Regions from separate parts of the Mus musculus genome. Here all the other regions are linked to region 2. The links are chromatin contacts, called in public HiCAR-type and HiChIP or PLAC-seq maps. All regions are on one chromosome and are shown on one strand. Each heading gives the region's core, a stretch centred on a gene start, on an enhancer-like site or on the middle of the called end of the contact. The rest is flanking DNA. Distances are from core to core; before and after follow the strand shown.

Region 1 (2,712 bases), core at 38-2,537, 1.4 Mb after region 2:
TCTGTGTAGATCTCAGTTCAAAACAATCCCCGTCCCTGGGAAGAGTTGAGAAAGGGCTGCGCACTAATGCGCCAGGGCAGAAGCACTTGCTTGACTGCTCCATGACATGGGCATTTTTGCATTTTCTACTTAGGAGTTTACATCCAGGACGGCTAACTGATGATATGTGAGGGTTCAAGGAGCAGACCATCAGAAGGTGCATCCCAGGTTACAGATAAACATCAATTTCCCCTCACGCAGCCCCCCAAAGGCAAAATACAACCCTTTAAATCCCCGTGCTCTTTTGCACACTCACCTGACATTTTTGTTCCAATGAGTTAGTGAAACAGAAACCTAAAGCAGTAAACCTTCTGGTTAAGCCAGCTTCTTTGTTTAGATGCTTTTGCTATTTCACTAAGGAAAGGGTGGCTGTTTTACTTTTTATACAGCAGGGTCTGATGATTTCTATAGCTCATATATTAAAGATCATCAGACTTTTAAAATATTCAGTTCAAGACAATAAGTAAGCTAAATATTGGATAACAGAGAACAGAGAAAAATATATTTTATTGGTCATGGTTCAGAAAATGTAGCAATTGATTTTTCTTGTTCTTCTAAGGTATAAAATTATACTTCATGAGTCTGAATCAAATATAAAAATTCATAAAGTATGTCACCCTATGACTAATTGAAACCATTATTCATAAAAATGTGAAATTACTTTAAAATAAAAGGGAAAACTGTGTAAGTTAGAGAAATTTTCTGCTTGTTCTGTCTGAGAAGGTTATTTTATTTGAAGTTTTTGTGATGATTCATTATATTTCTATTTCTTGTGTGTTAAGATACATTACTGTCTGGAACATGGACTTAGAAAACAGTGGAAAATAGCACTTTAAACTCGGGTTTACTATCCCAATTTTGACTTGATCTACTCTATCAGCATAAGAATAGGCTTTTTAATATTTTGAGTAAATAACATCATGTGTACTTCTAGCATTATAATAGTATAAGATTTGCTATATGCAGGTATACAGTAGCTCTTCTTATGTGCAAAATATGTACTTCCAAACCACCAGTTGTGTGCTTAAAAGTAGACATTACCAGATTCTCTGTTTTTCCTAGACATACATGTTCATGGTGAAGTGCAACTTGTAAGTTAGATATAATAGGAGATGCATCACAATGTCTAATAGTAAAATGGAAGGATCCTAACAATTTCCTTTAGGAATGTAATATGAATGATCTCACTCTTGGCTCAACCACCACAGGCTGGTGATTCATGCCTTATGGAATACGGCAGAGGGGATGACCCATGTTCTGGGCAAGCTAAAGTGAGACAACATGACATTTTTCATGCTACTGGAAGAGCATGTGGTTTAAAACTTAACTGCTTGTTGGCTTTTGGGTATTTTTACTTAATAAGTTTGAACCCTGGCTGATTATTGATGACTAGGATCTTACTGTTTGTAGATTGTCTCTGAGTACCGTTTTCTGCCCAGACACAGTGAAGAGGAACAGCAAGAGAAGTTGGTATATGTAAAACCCCTGAAAGGTGAGACAGCTGTGGAGACCTGTGCTCCTAACAAACTTGCACCAAGAACCCGCCTCTGGGCACATTCTTGCTAGTAAGACACTTCAATGGTCACATTTTAGGGTAAACTATTTTTACTTTGTCCTAAGCAAAGCATTCAACATACAGATTGTGAAAATTTAGCCAGTTTTTTAATCTTAAGAGTCGCCCCTTCTTAATTCAGAGGAGTACACTGGGCTGGGCTTCACTGTCCAAATTGCCACAAACAAACAAACAAACAAACAAACAAGCAAACAGCTTTGTGTGCTCCAATGGTCCTGTCCTCTCACTGGAATGAATGAACTAAATGAAAGGCTCTTTGGTTATATGTTTTAAAGTCTTTTCTCTATATACTTAATATTTACTCTGCAACATTTTGGCCCTTGGGAATCCCAGAAAACAGTAAGGAGTAAAAAGACCTACAAAATACCTCCACATTCTTCAACATCCTATACAATTTAGTTTTGAAATATATCGTTTCTAATAACACATCTATTGTATGAAGTATTTAAGAAGCAATCCATGCTATCTCTGGCATGGCACCAACAGACAGACCAAACTGTTCTCAGCGTGCAGACTCTCTGACTCAGAACTCTGAAATCTCTCCACCCATCTTTTGAAGTTCCCATGGTGGGCCCCTGTCATGCATGTCCCATACTTCCAAATTCAAATACAGTGGCAGGCGTGTCCTAGTACCCAGCTGAGTCACTGCATGAAGGAAAACACCATACAATCTTAGTTTAGAATCAATAGGCAACACAATTGCTGGGTGCAGAAATTAGCATCCTAATTTTGTAATCTATTTTAAGTTATAAATCCTCCAGTGGTGGATTCCAGCAGATCTACCACCTAAACCAGAGGCCTCTCACTACCTACATTGTGTCTCCATGGTCTCTCTTGTCCAAAAGGAAGTATATTTCCCCTGCCTCCCCTCTTCCTCTCTCTGACCTAGAAGTCCCACCTACTCGCTTAGTGATTGGTTCCTTAAAATATTTATTTATTAGGGGAAGGTTATGTCACACCCATCAACATTTGCAAATGACATTTTAGCCACACTAGAGCATGTTCCATGTTATCTTATTAATAACATTACTCTCACCCAATTATATTTTAATATACTTTTATTTTTTTAGTACATATTTGCTTGTTTGTTTGTTTGTTTG
Region 2 (2,774 bases), core at 240-2,739:
ACTGAAATTAGTCTCAACAAAACCTTAAAGGGATATTTAAAGAAAAAGTATTTAGTTTTTGAGCTACATTTAAGACGCTTATGCTCAGATTTTTCTATTTTCATTACATTTCTGACAAGCATTACATATATATGTATATATAATGTATTATATATATACATACATATATAGTCAATACACATGTACAGTATAAACAAGTTCCATTTTTTCCTAACATCAGTACATGCATCAGCATTTATTAGTTTAGGCAATATTCAACTGTATTTGTGAGCATCTATCATTTGTTTCAGTCAGAGTAAGTTTCTTTTCCTTCAGGTTAGCAAAACTTTCAAATTTCTAAATTCTAACCTGAAAAGGGCGTTAGAGAATCTTAAGTCGGCTTTTTAATAATGAGGCCAAAAGTAGAAATGATAAGTTTGCGCAACCACAAACTCATTCAAATTTGTAGTCCAACGGATGATCATTAAAGCTATGTTTGAACAGGATCAGTACAACTTTTCCTCTGTAGGAGAGGCTGGAGCTATGGTTTAGTATCAAGAAGTTGTTGTGATCTTGTACCCGAGTTTTCAAGTCTTCACTGTCCTTTGAAGTGTAGCACTAGCAGGGCATCTTTTTTTTGTTTGTTTTGTTTTTCGAGACAGGGTTTCTCTGTGTAGCCCTGGCTGTCCTGGAACTCACTCTGTAGAACAGGCTGGCCTTGAATTCAAGAAATCCGCGTGCTTCTGCCTCCCGAGTGCTGGGATTAAAGGTGTGCGCCACCACGCCCGGCCACTAGCAGGGCATCTTAAGCTATACTCATTTGTTTTATTTGGAATAGGTCATGGGACAGTTTACCTTGTTACAAGGTCAGGCTGGCAGGCTTCTTCTCTGGTTATGTGGGGCCCGCCAGGTGGCCTCAAGGACTAGTCTGGCCTATGAAGTTTCCAGTTTCAACTGGTAAGGATTTTGAGATTAACTACCACACCTAACGCTTGGCCAAACTGATGGCACTTTGATTTTAGAAACTTAACTGGACCCTGGCTACAGGCATTCCAGCACGCACGTCCCTATCAATTCCATTCAGAATTAAGAATCACGCTAGAATCCCAACACTGGGACAGGAACGGAAACCCACTCCTCCGCTTCAGTCAGAGGACCGCGCCAGCTGAGGTTCCTCAGGCGGTCAGCAGCGAGGGACGCGGTGGCCAGGCCTCGGGGATGACCGCTGCTCTGGACCTCAGTCCGCGTTTCTTCAGAGTGGCAGGAGAGGGAGCGCGCGCCGAGGAAATCCCCAGATCGGCCACACCCCGCCTCCGCAGACGCCAAGCCCGCCCACCATCCGCACACCGGAAGTGTACAGGGAGGACCCGCCACGTCCCAGGCGCCCGCTGACGTCAGCGCGCCGACGTCACGTGCCGACCTTCCGGCGATGGGTGGTCCCGGGCGTAGGTGGGGAGGCGGGGCGGGGGCGGGGCTCGTGGCCAGCCCAGGCTGTGCAGGGTAGGTGGGCGCAGACCGAGCGACTACGGGTCGGGGCTGGGCTCAGCGCGCTGCGAACAAAGGAGTCTGCGGCGGTTCCCGGCTCCGCGGAGGACCAAAGCTTCGCTGGACTCTTGAGGCTCCGCGGCTCCGGATCGGCTTCCCCTCGGTTCCACCGCGGGCGCCGCGGCACCTGCCGCCGAGTGCTGCCCAGGAAGTCTGTCCCGTCCGGGGCTCATGATGGGGCTGATCTTCGCTAAACTGTGGAGCCTTTTTTGTAACCAAGGTGAGGCCGGCGGGAGGGTGGACGCGGCGCTGGCAAGTCCAGATTGAGATCTGGATAGGGTTCGGGGTAGAACTCGGATCTGGGGACCCGGAGCCCGGGCAGGGGACGCACCCGATGGCCAGGAATCCCACGCGTGTGCAGCTTTTAGCCAACCAAGGTGAAAACATATTCCTGCAATCTGTTTGCGGGCCTTTCCGGTCTCAGCGAACCATCTTTTAGGTCTGATTAGCCCCAAGAAAGTGTCTCCCCGAGAACCCAAAACTTTCCGTTTGTTTAACACGAAACAGGAGTTTTGCACTGTTTACCTTCCTCTTGTCTATGCCAATGCACCTTCACGTTGTCTGACTTGGCTCTGATTTCTGTTCGTCAAGACTTAGAATGAGTGAGTATTCAGGTGCACGGGTTTCTGAAATTTTTACACATACACACAGCTTCCCCTCCTCCCCGTAGGCGTGAAAAAAAAAATCTAAATGCTCTCGGTTATGTGTAAGATGTTACGTGGCCGTAATTATTCTAGAACAGGTCATGAATTACCTAGAAGTTGTAAAACCTGTTCCGAGGCAGAATAAGCAATGCTGTCTTGAGAAGAGTCACTACTAGACAGAAAGGGGTCCAATGATAAAGTCTTCGTCTTTCTTGTAACAGAATGGTTTCTGAGTATTAAGACCAAATTTTGTTCCCATTTGTTTCATTTTGTAGGGCATGATTTATAAACTACTTTTGTTTTTATGAAGGTACCAAGTCTTTGCCATTATTAAGGTCCTTTGTTTTGTGGATTTAAACCGTGAAATCATTTTGAATGGCATTAATTCACTTGTTCTGAACGCTGATTTTTAAAAAGCCCCTTTCAAGCTTATGAATACATGCAAGCACACTGGCACATGTGTGTGTATGCAAGTACCACAGATAAATACTCCCTTTTAAGTGACTTTGGAGTGTCCAAACTGAAGCTCCCGGCGATGTTTCTCAGTAATGTCATGCACTATTTTTCAGCAACTTAACATTTTCTAATGATTGTAAAAGTACTATG
Region 3 (2,812 bases), core at 96-2,595, 1.4 Mb after region 2:
ATAAGACTTGGTTGTTTTGTCTTTCTCTCCTTCCTGTCAGTATTGAAACTTGAAGTATGGTTACTGCATATTAAAACGCTCAAGAATGCCATTCTAAATAACATACTCCTGGGGTGAGTGCCGCAGTAGTCTTAAGAATGCTAAATAAAGGCACGTCAGCTCCATCCTAATACTAGAAAGGCCTTGTTTGAAGTCAGAGGTTTCTTACACGCAGTAATTTCAGATACTCTTGGGATTAATGTATGACCTCTTTACACACAGCGACATTCAAACACATCTTATAGCATCTCCATATACTTCAAGTGCACACTAGTGTTGGCATTGCTATCTCGTTGCTGTGGGCTTCATCCTAGTTCCTAACATCCTTACTTTCAAATAAGACAACATTTCTTCTTGTCTCTACTTTCATTCTTTACCGACACTGAGGCCTAACTTCAGTGGTTATCCATGGCTGGCTAGTATCTTGGTTTCCTTACAAATGGCACTCTATGCTTATTAATGGCATTTTCCAAGTCCCTGCAGGCATTGGACTATGTTCTGACCTTTGAAATCTCTTCTAGAACACAAGATTTTAGTGCTTAATGGTTCAAAGTAGCTAACTCTCATGTATTAATTTTTATTTTCATTGCAGTGAATATTTGCCTTACTTACATATGTATGAGGTCTACATTTTGACATTCATTGAAAAATATAATTTCAGATGTGATACTTTGTGAAAATTATATTATTAAATGTCATAGAAAAAAATGATCATAAGATACTAATGGAACATTTAACAAAGTATAGACTATGAATAGTTATATAGTTCAGAAGGTCAGTTTCTACTCTGTTGGCCACCTTCCTCATCATTAAAAAATGAGTCCCTCTCTTCTTCTGGAACATGAAGGTTTAGATTTATATATCTGAAAAGAATTTACAAAAGATGTCCCTTCCTTTCACAGAGTGTCTGGTCTGATGTGCTTTGTCACAAAACCAAGCACTGCCATTGGACTTCACTGTTAGCTATATTTTCTTTCTTTGGAGTCTCCATTCTTCTTAAGGATTTTTTTTTTTTCTTAAGATTGTGTTCCATCATTAAAAGCTTCAGTGGAATTGGCTCAGGACTGCCAATGTGGGCTATTTCCAGTAAAAAGCTGCAGCTAGCCAATGAAGGAAAGAAGCTAAAATCCAGTCAGCATTCCATGTGCCAAGCACAGTGCCCTAGGAGCAGTCCCAACAATGCATGTAAAAATCCCACCCAGAGGACATCTGATTCTAATTTACACAAAGACACTCTGCAGGCTAGCAGAGTCCCTGGAGCTAAACTAATGCTGCCTCACTGTGAATTGAGGGACAGTTTGCCAGTGTGTTTAAAAGCTTGTCATAACTTATCCTTTATGGGGCTGTTCCAGTAGGGCGGAGTTATGTATGTGTTGGGATAGAGGCAATTAGACACACTTCAGTGATAGTTTTATTTACTTGCTGTTTGTTCAAGCCCTGGTGCTGGGGATCTGAGGGGGAAGGTTTATTAGAAGCAAACTCCCTTTGTGAGCCCTCATTCAATTAGATTTGAGCTTCCTGGACTCCACCTGTGAAGAAGTGGTCGGAGGCGGCCCCTCTTGTGACCGACAGTGTTTGTGTTTTCTGCTAATAAAGTTTTGAATGGATCATACCACATGGACTTGATGTCTTAATTTTGTTGGATGGACACATTCAAGAACAGAGAGTAAACAATTGGCGCCTTGCTCAGGGATGTCTGAGCATGTACCTCCCTCGCTTAGGGATTTTGTAATAAAATACAGCTCAGTGATTCAAAAACTAAAACATGTTTTTAAAGCTCCTAAAGTTGATCCAAAGTGCCAGAATTTCCCAGCTTGGCCTGGCTTCAAGGCCATGAGAGCTCAGACCTTGACTCATGGAACCATTTCCTTATTAACAGACATAGTGTTTCACATACTTGAGGCTTGAAAAAAACAACTGGACTTCAGCCTCTCCAGCGCAAAGCTCTTCTCAACTCTTTTGTTTTTGAGGCAGGCAGGGTTTCAAAGGAAATCTTGTGTCTGTCTATATTGTTTATTCTCAACTTATCCCAAATGCTCTGGCTTATGTATGGAAAATCCCTTGAGTTGTTTTCTAAGTTGTTCAGTCTTTTCTTGTTTAAGAGCAGGAAGCTGCAGATTGTCAGTAGTCAGAAGAAAGCGTGCTGTTGAGCACTAGCTCTGCTGCGGAGGACCATGATTTATGTATTTCTGAGCTGATTACTCTCAGTAAGAGTCTACCCCCAAATATCATATAAGACTAAGAAATCCTCTTAGATGCACTATCAGAAAAGTCTTACACAGGATAATGTCTATCTAAGCTATTTTAATATTCATTTTATCCGCCGGGCAGTGGTGGCGCATGCCTTTAATCCCAGCACTTGGGAGGCAGAGGCAGGTGGATTTCTGAGTTCGAGGCCAACCTGGTCTACAAAGTGAGTTCCAGGATAGCCAGGGCTATACAGAGAAACCCTATCTCGGAAAACAAACAAACAAACAAACAAAAAGACAAAACAAAAAAATTCATTTTATCCTATTTCGGGGTGGTTTTACCTGCCTGTATGTCAGCACATTATGCACATGCAATTCCCATGGAGGCCAGCAGAGGGCACCAGATACCCCAGGAATGATTTTACAGCTGGTTTTGATCCATCATGTGGGTGCAGGGAATTGAACATTGGTTCTCTAGAAAAAAATAAAAGGTGCTATTGACTTCCGTGTGACTTCTCCAGCCCTGCCTAGATGATTTTGTCAAAACATTAATGCATCTATCTGCAACTCAGTGTTTTTGGCAG

What was found. HiCAR-type assays count read pairs that join an accessible place to other places. HiChIP or PLAC-seq counts read pairs in DNA pulled down with a chosen protein or histone mark.
Region 1: an H3K27ac HiChIP or PLAC-seq map of embryonic fibroblasts shows a contact between it and region 2, with 7 times the contacts expected there. The contact joins the enhancer-like site here to the promoter of Arl5b in region 2. A contact is called at or near these places in 3 of 39 promoter capture datasets (cranial neural crest, embryonic stem cells and hippocampal neurons) and 3 of 115 datasets of contacts at active chromatin or transcription factors (astrocytes, embryonic fibroblasts and embryonic stem cells).
Region 3: a contact with region 2 is called in a HiCAR-type map of astrocytes, with 4 times the contacts expected there. The contact joins the enhancer-like site here to the promoter of Arl5b in region 2. A contact is called at or near these places in 3 of 39 promoter capture datasets (cranial neural crest, hippocampal neurons and second pharyngeal arch cranial neural crest) and 3 of 115 datasets of contacts at active chromatin or transcription factors (astrocytes, embryonic stem cells and fibro-adipogenic progenitors).

Annotation. Positions count from the first base shown.
Region 1 is chr2:16,405,439-16,408,150 of GRCm38.p6, forward strand. All of the region lies in intron 1 of Plxdc2 (plexin domain containing 2), which reads left to right. Among named protein-coding and RNA genes, the nearest start is that of Plxdc2, 50 kb to the left of the region's middle. Within about 2 kb of position 1,288, at least 39 of the 459 cell types and tissues checked have an H3K27ac peak or open chromatin away from gene starts, as enhancers often do. A contact at or near this core is called in embryonic fibroblasts, where this site is marked.
Region 2 is chr2:15,053,831-15,056,604 of GRCm38.p6, forward strand. It overlaps Arl5b (ADP-ribosylation factor-like 5B), which reads left to right and starts at 1,490. Exons shown (of 6, transcript NM_029466.5): 1 at 1,490-1,744. The coding sequence starts at 1,699. It also overlaps a transcript of Nsun6 not described here.
Region 3 is chr2:16,449,641-16,452,452 of GRCm38.p6, forward strand. All of the region lies in intron 1 of Plxdc2 (plexin domain containing 2), which reads left to right. Among named protein-coding and RNA genes, the nearest start is that of Plxdc2, 95 kb to the left of the region's middle. Within about 2 kb of position 1,346, at least 72 of the 459 cell types and tissues checked have an H3K27ac peak or open chromatin away from gene starts, as enhancers often do. A contact at or near this core is called in astrocytes, fibro-adipogenic progenitors and second pharyngeal arch cranial neural crest, where this site is marked.